Regions from separate parts of the Mus musculus genome. Here all the other regions are linked to region 1. A link is a contact called in public Hi-C data. All regions are on one chromosome and are shown on one strand. Each heading gives the region's core, a stretch centred on a gene start, on an enhancer-like site or on the middle of the called end of the contact. The rest is flanking DNA. Distances are from core to core; before and after follow the strand shown. Region 1 holds the start of Tdrd7 (tudor domain containing 7). Region 2 holds the start of Trmo (tRNA methyltransferase O). Region 3 overlaps Gm12447.

Region 1 (2,547 bases), core at 36-2,535:
GGAGCTGCGGGCTCTATGGCCAGCACAGTCCTTTGCATGTAACTGAAGCTCGCCTACGTCAGCTGAGTCTACACTATATGCTAACTTATCCTAAAAATTTGCGTGTCCCTGTCATCAAAAACCTTGAAATCCCAACCTGTAAAATATGGGCAGTTTGGGTAAATAGAAAGCCTCTTTAGAAGATTATTATTATGAGCCAAAGACTTATCTTGTCTTGAGAACACTTCAAAGGGTCAGTTAGCTATTCCCATTCGGTTCTTGAGCAGACTTAGAGACCAGAGGTGCAATTGATTCCCGACCTTACATTTAAGCTTTAGAAGCTCAGATTCCAATACATTATCTGCAAAGGCCGCACTGTAGAATGCCACATTTTCATCCACATCATGGAGGTCGGGAAGAGACAGGGATTTAGTTCTAAATTACACTTCTGCCACTAAAGGCGTTTCTAGTTCCAAGAACACTTCTCTGCAAACGTCCACCTGCAGAGCATAGGTGGGCACCACCAACACGAATCGTGGTTTTCTCGGTTAGTTTGTGGTGTTGGTATCAGAATCCTTTGGGGTTGGGCTTTAACATCTATACACACCTCTCTTCCCTGCTCCCCAAGATGACTGGGTAGTGGTAGCCCTGGATATTGACAGAAATGTACCCTCAAGCGGACAGGAGCAGAAAGGCTGTCAGCTCCCACTTGACTTCCAAGACAACTTCTCCGTGAATGCTTGTTTCCTCCCCAGCGCTCACGGTTGACAGGAACGGCTACGTGTAGGTCCTGTGTGATGTGCGCGGCCTGCACCGGCCGGTCTCGAGGGCGGAGGCCGCCGCAGTGTGGCCCGCGGGGCTGGCACAACTGCGCAGAGCTCGGGTACCGCTGCCCAGCACGGGCGGCCGAGGCCGGTTGCTCCTGACCGGGAGCTACTTCCTGCTCAGAGCTGCGCGCCTCCCACGCCCCCCTCTGCAGCTCCTGCTGCACCGCGACCGGCTGGGTGGACGTCCCGGGGCGTCACGCACGACGCTCTGGAACCCCGCCACGGCGGGGACCAGGCCCGGGCCTGAGGCGCCGCGCCCAGCCGCTGTCCTGCCCGTGCCCTGCCGTCCCGCAGCCCGCCCCGCGTCGCCCGCACCTGTCGCGCCCCGACCGAGCTCACCTCGTCCCGGGGACCCGCGGCCCAAGCCCGCGCCTCTGGGCCCGGCTCCCTCCGCTCCCTCCGCCAGGGCGGCCGCCGCCCACTTTCGGTTTCCCCGCACGGCCTGAGCCGTGGCTTGGGAATCACCTAAAGCCCCGCCCTCTGGGCCACGCCCCGTCGCACCACGCCCCGCCCCTTCGCCGGCCGGCTTAGCTCTGCGCAGACGCAGGCGCTCCGGCCACGGCTGCCCACTTCGAGGTCCGCGTGTGAGAAGGGAAACCGACGCCGCCTAGCGGTTTCTGCGCGTGCGCACGCCGTCCTGACGCTCGGGGTGTGGATTTATTTCTCTTTCCACAAAGTTCGTTCTCTTCAGCATCTCAATACTTCTTTTCATCTTCTAGACAGTCTGTCTTTAGCTGTCTTCTAGGTCACTCTTTGGAGGAGGGGGACTATATTAAAATGCTTTGCCACATACCCTTCACGCGTGTGTAACAACGCTGCTTTCATCCACTGCTCTAAAACTAAAGCTGTTTGAGGGCAGAGATCCTAGAACACTGCCCAGTATATAATAAGCATAAAATAAATACTTATCAAATTCTTTAATTCATTCAAAACACGTTGAATAGCTGCTATTTATTCACTCCACGGTAATTCCACTAACATTTATTTAATGCTGGATTGCTTTAACCCGTTGTGAAAACTTGGCATCATTCTGTATATTTTTGCTGAAAGCCTGCTGCTGCTTACTCAATCAGCAATTTTTTTTAACAGTTTGAGGTACACTTGCCATACTATAAGCTGCACGATTCAAATGTACACTTTCATGTGTTTGGTATGCATACAACAGAGAAACAATCACAGATAGTAACATGAGGAACATAGCCACACCCTCAAAGTTCTCTCTCTTTCTATAATGTTTGCCTCATTCCCTACCGTTTAGTCCTGTAAGTGCCCACTTACTTACTATAGAGCTCTTGCTTTTTCTGGAGTTTTATATAAATATAATTATTTCATATGTATTGTCATTAAGGGGGAGGATCTGGCTTTCTTCACTCATCAGAATTCTATTGAGACTCTTCTGTGTCGTTGCATACACTAGTACTTTATAACCTTGGCTCCCTGAGTTTCCACTCCCTGGTATTGACCCAAGAGAAAGGAAAGGGCTTATTCATCACAGACCCGTACAAGGATGTTTAAATCAGCCTTGCTTGCAATACTTAAAGACACAGAGATAGCATAAACATCCTTCAGTGGGTGAGCAGACAATTAACTGTTACAGACTCAATACCTGCTGACAAATAGCAACAGTGTATAGGGCCTATAAACCTTGTGCTTAAGGAACTTTGCATTCATTGGGAAGCTGCAGTAGGCGATGAATAGACTGGAAGGAGATCGTGAAAAGCCGGATATCCTGTGCTCAGTA
Region 2 (2,547 bases), core at 30-2,529, 420 kb before region 1:
GACGCAGTGAGTGGCAGATCTTGATGGAGGGCAAGCCCCTTTCACTTTTGACTGTCTTATTAACAGCGCCGACTAGTGGCAACTGCAGCTTAGCCCATTTTTACAGCGTGTACGTGTTGCCCAAAGGCACACAAACTTGTTTCTCCAGCTAGACAACAACTCTATCTTCTACAAGAAAAAGGGGGGTAAAAAACTTTTGGAAATTTCATGGACAAAACTGACAGAGGGCACAGTATCAGTTTTAACTTAAGAATTCACAACTTTCTCTCAAAAACCTGTCTCCTAATACTGATTATTTCCTACTAGGGACTTGTTTAGTCAGTGACAACAAACACTTGGAAACAGCTTTTCACGGTTAAGCCTTTAATCCGTGGATTCGCATTTTTTAATATTTTATATTACAGGTAATGTCAGGTGGATTCCCCCCTCTCTTCGAAACCAACAAGATTTTGAAATCCCCAAACATAATCATGTATGCAAAGAGTTTGGGTTAAAGAATCTTTTTTTGGGGGGGAGGGGCGGTTAAAGAATCTTACAAGTGGCTAAAGAGCAGGCAATTGGAGCAGGGAGAGAAAATACGGTTTTTGCTGGCTCTTCATCCTTATTTCGGTTCCAGTGGTTTGGAGCACAAACGTTCTCACTTAATAACTTCTAGCCTAGCTTGCTTGTAACACCTACCATTCTTGATTTTCTTGCCCTTTTCCGACAAATAGTTATTACTTAAAAAGTGGAGGGGAGTGATAAATATAACACGTATGCCCACGTCCAAGGGAAATTTTAAACATTTAACGTCCAGCTCTTGGGCCGCTAGTTGGCTCAGCGAGTAAAGGAACCGGCTAACACGACCTGACTTTGATCCTGGGAGCTACGCGGCCATGAGGAGTATCGGCTCCGGCATTTTGTCATTTGACTTTGACATGCTCCCGCGCACACAATAAATGGAAAAAAAAAAGTCCCAAACTCCAGTTCTTTTGCTATGTGATCATAGATGGACATTCACATCCTTTCCCTTTAAACTCAAGGTTATTTTTGGTCACCGAGGCCGCTTATAATTCAAGGGTATCTTTGCGTGTACATCTTTATCCACATGTCCCACCTTCGGAGGGTATGGTGCAGGCTGTCGCGAGGCCGCCATCGCCGCGTGGTGGGTGAATGATGGGCCTCACGGCGTCCGGGAACCCACCCTCCACGCGGCAGCTCGGCCGCCATTGAGCGCGTTCTCCAAGACCCGGCACCTAGCGACAACTGCGCAGGCGCCAAAGCCTAACGCGCGGAAGCGGAAATCAGCGTTGGGCGCGCGGACGACTCAGCGGCCTGTAACCATGCGCGGCTTGGAGAAGCAGGGCTCGTGTGCTACGGCGGCCCCATGTGGGTGCGTTCAGCCGGCCCTGGAGGCAGGTAACGTTATGGAAAAAGGTGGCGCCGCACCCTAAGCTAGGCGGCCCGCTTCCCTGGCCAGAAGAACGCGAGCCACCTGACGTACATTCTTGTCCTTGCCGCCAAAGTAAGGGTCACGTGTCTCGACGACCACGTGACATGCTAAGGCTAACGGGAGTGACGTATTAGGATCTTGGTACACGGGGTGTGGTCTGGGCTTAGTTTCAGTACAGTAGCTGCGTCGGCCACGTGTGTAGTGTGGTCTTTTTCCGTAGGGGGTTACAGGAAGGTGGGATGTGTGTGACTGATGCCCTCATTTGGTCCAAGTTTCTTCGCCTTTAATCTTTTCCCACCAGTACATGGATGAGGATTTAAAAACAAAACCCCCAAACAAACAAAAACTATACAGTAGTAATTGTAAATATTCTTGGAGAAAACGTCAAAGTTGTCAGAAGCGCACACAATATAGATGGAGAGAGAAAGGCAGTTTATATAGATAATTTACAGGGTGGTGTCAGCTTTTATAGAATTCAAAATGTATTGTTTAGGCTCGAAAGTACATATGATAAGATCTCTTTCTGAAAGGAAGTAAACGATGATAAAGATCAGATTGCAGCTCCTGGAAGCAGTCGACAGAGATGCAAGAAGTGGCACTGAGGTCTTTGGAGTGGCTGGCAGGTGTATTATGCTTTAACTTACATACATACTATATGTGTATGTATGTATATATATATATATATATATATATATATATATATATATATATATATTCTTTTCCCCCCTCTGTATAAGAGTATTTTTGTCTCCACACTCCTACCCTGGAGACAGGATTTTTCTGTGAAGCCCCGGCTGGCCTGTGCTCACTCTGTAGACCAGGCTGTCCTCTTGTTGGTTTAGAGCTTTGAGGTAATGAATTAGAACCTCTAAGAATCTCCACTTTGTGCTGCCCTCTTCTTGTGGCAGGAAGGGTTCTGGGTATACCTGAGCTACACCTAAAGACTTTAAAAAAAAAAAAATTGTGTGTTCGTAGCTCTGGCTTACCTCCAACTCAGGGATCTGCCTGCCTCTGTCTCCCAAGGATTTAAAATAGGTCTAATACATCACAACAGTAAAAAGAGTTTGTATAAGCAAAAAGCAAGGAAACATATTGTGAGAGTTAGTGCTAGATCT
Region 3 (2,547 bases), core at 17-2,516, 340 kb before region 1:
TCTCCCTAACACCTTTGATTCATTGACTCACTTGGTGAATGTTTATTGGCTATTTCCACATTAGTAACATCGTCGGCCGGGGCAGCCGTGGCCTCAGGAACCTCTTTTTGGTGCCATGTGGAAAGACTTCAGATCATGCCTACATGTTCAGTGTGGAGGCAAATTCCAAACCGTGAGGAGGAACAGAGACCGGCTCAGGGGAGCTGGGCTCCATCCCAAATTGGGCCAATCCCTCGGACAAGTGACATCACATGCACGTTACTGCATCTGCCGCACTGTTAGCTTCTGATTGTGTATGGCTTCCAGACAATCCCTCCAGATGCCTTCCTCCAGGAAGACATCTTTGTCTTAGCACTCACAGTTTTGTTCTTATTACATTTGCTTGTGTATAGTGAATTATGTGTGCACATATATGATAGCGTGTGTGAGACAGACAACCTTCCGACACATACAAGGATGCGGGGATTGAACTCAGGCCGTCAGGCTTGGCAACAAGCACCTTTTCCTGCTGGGCCATCTCGCTGGCCCTTATTCGAGATCCAAGTGCTTTGTGATAGTAATGGTGGGATAAGCGATAATGATGGTAATGCTTGGAAGAGCTCCCCACGTGCCAGGCACCGTTTCATGTGCTTTCATGTTGTAACTCACCACATCCCTGTCCTATCTCTGTGAATTAAGGGCTGTTATTACCCACCCTCTGCACAGGAGAAACCCGGGGCACAGAGAAACTAAGTAACTTGCCCAAAGTTGCACAATAACTAGGCGGCAGAGCCAGGATCCAGATTGCAGAAGTCACGCTTTAAACTACCCTTAAACACAGCTTCAGGACTGGAATGCAGCATGAAATGGAGACCCGGAGGACTTTAAACCTCTCAAAACCATTTCTCTGCCACCCTAAAACCAGACACCCCCCTGGCATGGCAGTGTGGACCAAGGAGTTCCTGGGCAGGGAGGGCTTTCCTGGGAGTCCTTGAATTCTGTTTTTAATACTTGACCTTGAGAAAATTACTCCCTTGAATCTCAGGGTCCTCAAAGAGCAGAGGATGCTCATGCCTACCTCATAGGGGGAAGACGATACAATACGCAACATTAAAAAAAAAGGGACAGTTATGGAAGAATGCTTGGTGACTGCTCTGCAGGAAACTGTGAGACTAGAATGCAACAGCTGCAGAGATGACTGTTTCGAGTGTGTGTGTGTGTGTGTGTGTGTGTGTGTGTGTGTGTGTCTCGGGCGCATGACTGGGGATGGGTGGGAACATATGCTGGAATGAGCAGAGAGCAGGGAGTGAGGGAACGCATCCAAATTCCAGCTCTGCCATCACCTCCCTGTGTGATCCGGCAGGTCTGGCAGGCCACCAAGTCTTCCGGTTCCAAGGTGAGGGGGTGGAACTAGAAGATCTCCAAGGCATTGACGAATACTATCAGTTTAGAAAGCCCCTGGCTACGTTCTTCAATGAATGAACATTCTTACAGCATCCATTTCTACCAAAGCAGCAGCCGCCTTTTCTTCCTGCTGTGTACTTGAACTGGGAACAGAAGGCATTTTACCTTGGCATGTAGACTCCTCCCCTCTCAAACTGGCAAGGCACGCCAAAAACCCCAATTTACCCTAGCCAGTTGCCTCAGGCTTGTGATTACAGATGGCCAGTCAACGGACTTTTCTTTTTTTCATTTATAAATCTCATAATTAGATAAATGCAGAAGAGACAGGTAGGCAAAATGAGTAAGATTAAAATATCTTATAATCCCACTATTCACAGAGGATCTCTATTAAGATTTTGGCAGATAGCCTTTCAGATACTGTCTAGAGTTCTATTTTCTAGATGCATTGAAGTCAGTTTTAGCTTTATTTTTGAGATGGGGGGGGGGTCTTACTCTATAGTTCAATCTGGCCTGGAAGTTTTGGCAAGTTTCCTGCCCCTGCCTCTCAAGTGCTAGTTTTACATGCATTCACCACTGCACCTCACTCTTTATATGAATTTTAATTAAAACTTAATCCATATAACTCTATCAAAAATATTCATCATAAGAGCCCAAACATTCTTATTTTGCAAGCAAATAGGAACGATGCCTAGGTAGTTAGGGATTGGAGAAGTCAGGGAAAATCTATGTACAAGAAGTGTCTGGGTTGAGATTTATAGACAAGTGGATCCTTGCACACGGGACTGGCAAGGTGGCCTGGTGGGTAAAGGGGCTTCCTGTGCAGGCCTAGTGACCCGAGTCTGATCCCAAAATCTATCTAAAGGAGGAAGGACAGAAGTGACTCTACCAAGTTGTTCTCTGAAGTTCACACATGCTGCCTGGTACATGCATGCATGCATGCATGCATACATACATACATACTACATAAGTACATGTAACACACACACACCAGTAAGTGCCACGTGGCTACAGTGAAGGGCAGGCAACTAACAGGACAGTAGGAAATAGCTATAAAAAGACGCCATAGCCGGGTGACTTACGAACAACAGAAACGTGTTCCTCACAAGTTTGAGGCTTTGAATTCAGCACCGAGAGATCCTAGTTAGAATGGATGATCTTTCTCGG

The links. A called contact is a pair of places that touch in the nucleus more often than the background predicts.
Region 2: a Hi-C map of muscle stem cells shows a contact between it and region 1, with 2.3 times the contacts expected there. The contact joins the promoter of Trmo here to the promoter of Tdrd7 in region 1. A contact is called at or near these places in 1 of 39 promoter capture datasets (stem cell-derived epiblast-like cells), 1 of 484 Hi-C or Micro-C datasets (muscle stem cells) and 2 of 115 datasets of contacts at active chromatin or transcription factors (extraembryonic endoderm stem cells and pancreatic cancer cells).
Region 3: a Hi-C map of muscle stem cells shows a contact between it and region 1, with 1.9 times the contacts expected there. The contact joins the enhancer-like site here to the promoter of Tdrd7 in region 1. A contact is called at or near these places in 3 of 39 promoter capture datasets (the C10 cell line, embryonic stem cells and stem cell-derived epiblast-like cells), 2 of 484 Hi-C or Micro-C datasets (liver and muscle stem cells), 1 of 115 datasets of contacts at active chromatin or transcription factors (pancreatic cancer cells) and 1 of 9 other capture datasets (adipose tissue).

What each region holds. Positions count from the first base shown.
Region 1 is chr4:45,971,035-45,973,581 of GRCm38.p6, reverse strand. It overlaps Tdrd7 (tudor domain containing 7), which reads right to left and starts at 1,285. Exons shown (of 17, transcript NM_146142.2): 1 at 1,146-1,285.
Region 2 is chr4:46,388,169-46,390,715 of GRCm38.p6, reverse strand. It overlaps Trmo (tRNA methyltransferase O), which reads left to right and starts at 1,279. Exons shown (of 5, transcript NM_001347095.1): 1 at 1,279-1,398. The coding sequence starts at 1,323.
Region 3 is chr4:46,306,275-46,308,821 of GRCm38.p6, reverse strand. All of the region lies in intron 2 of Gm12447, which reads right to left. All of the region lies in intron 4 of Gm12446 (predicted gene 12446), which reads left to right. Among named protein-coding and RNA genes, the nearest start is that of Gm12447, 3.4 kb to the right of the region's middle. Within about 2 kb of position 1,266, at least 8 of the 459 cell types and tissues checked have an H3K27ac peak or open chromatin away from gene starts, as enhancers often do. A contact at or near this core is called in liver and muscle stem cells, where this site is marked.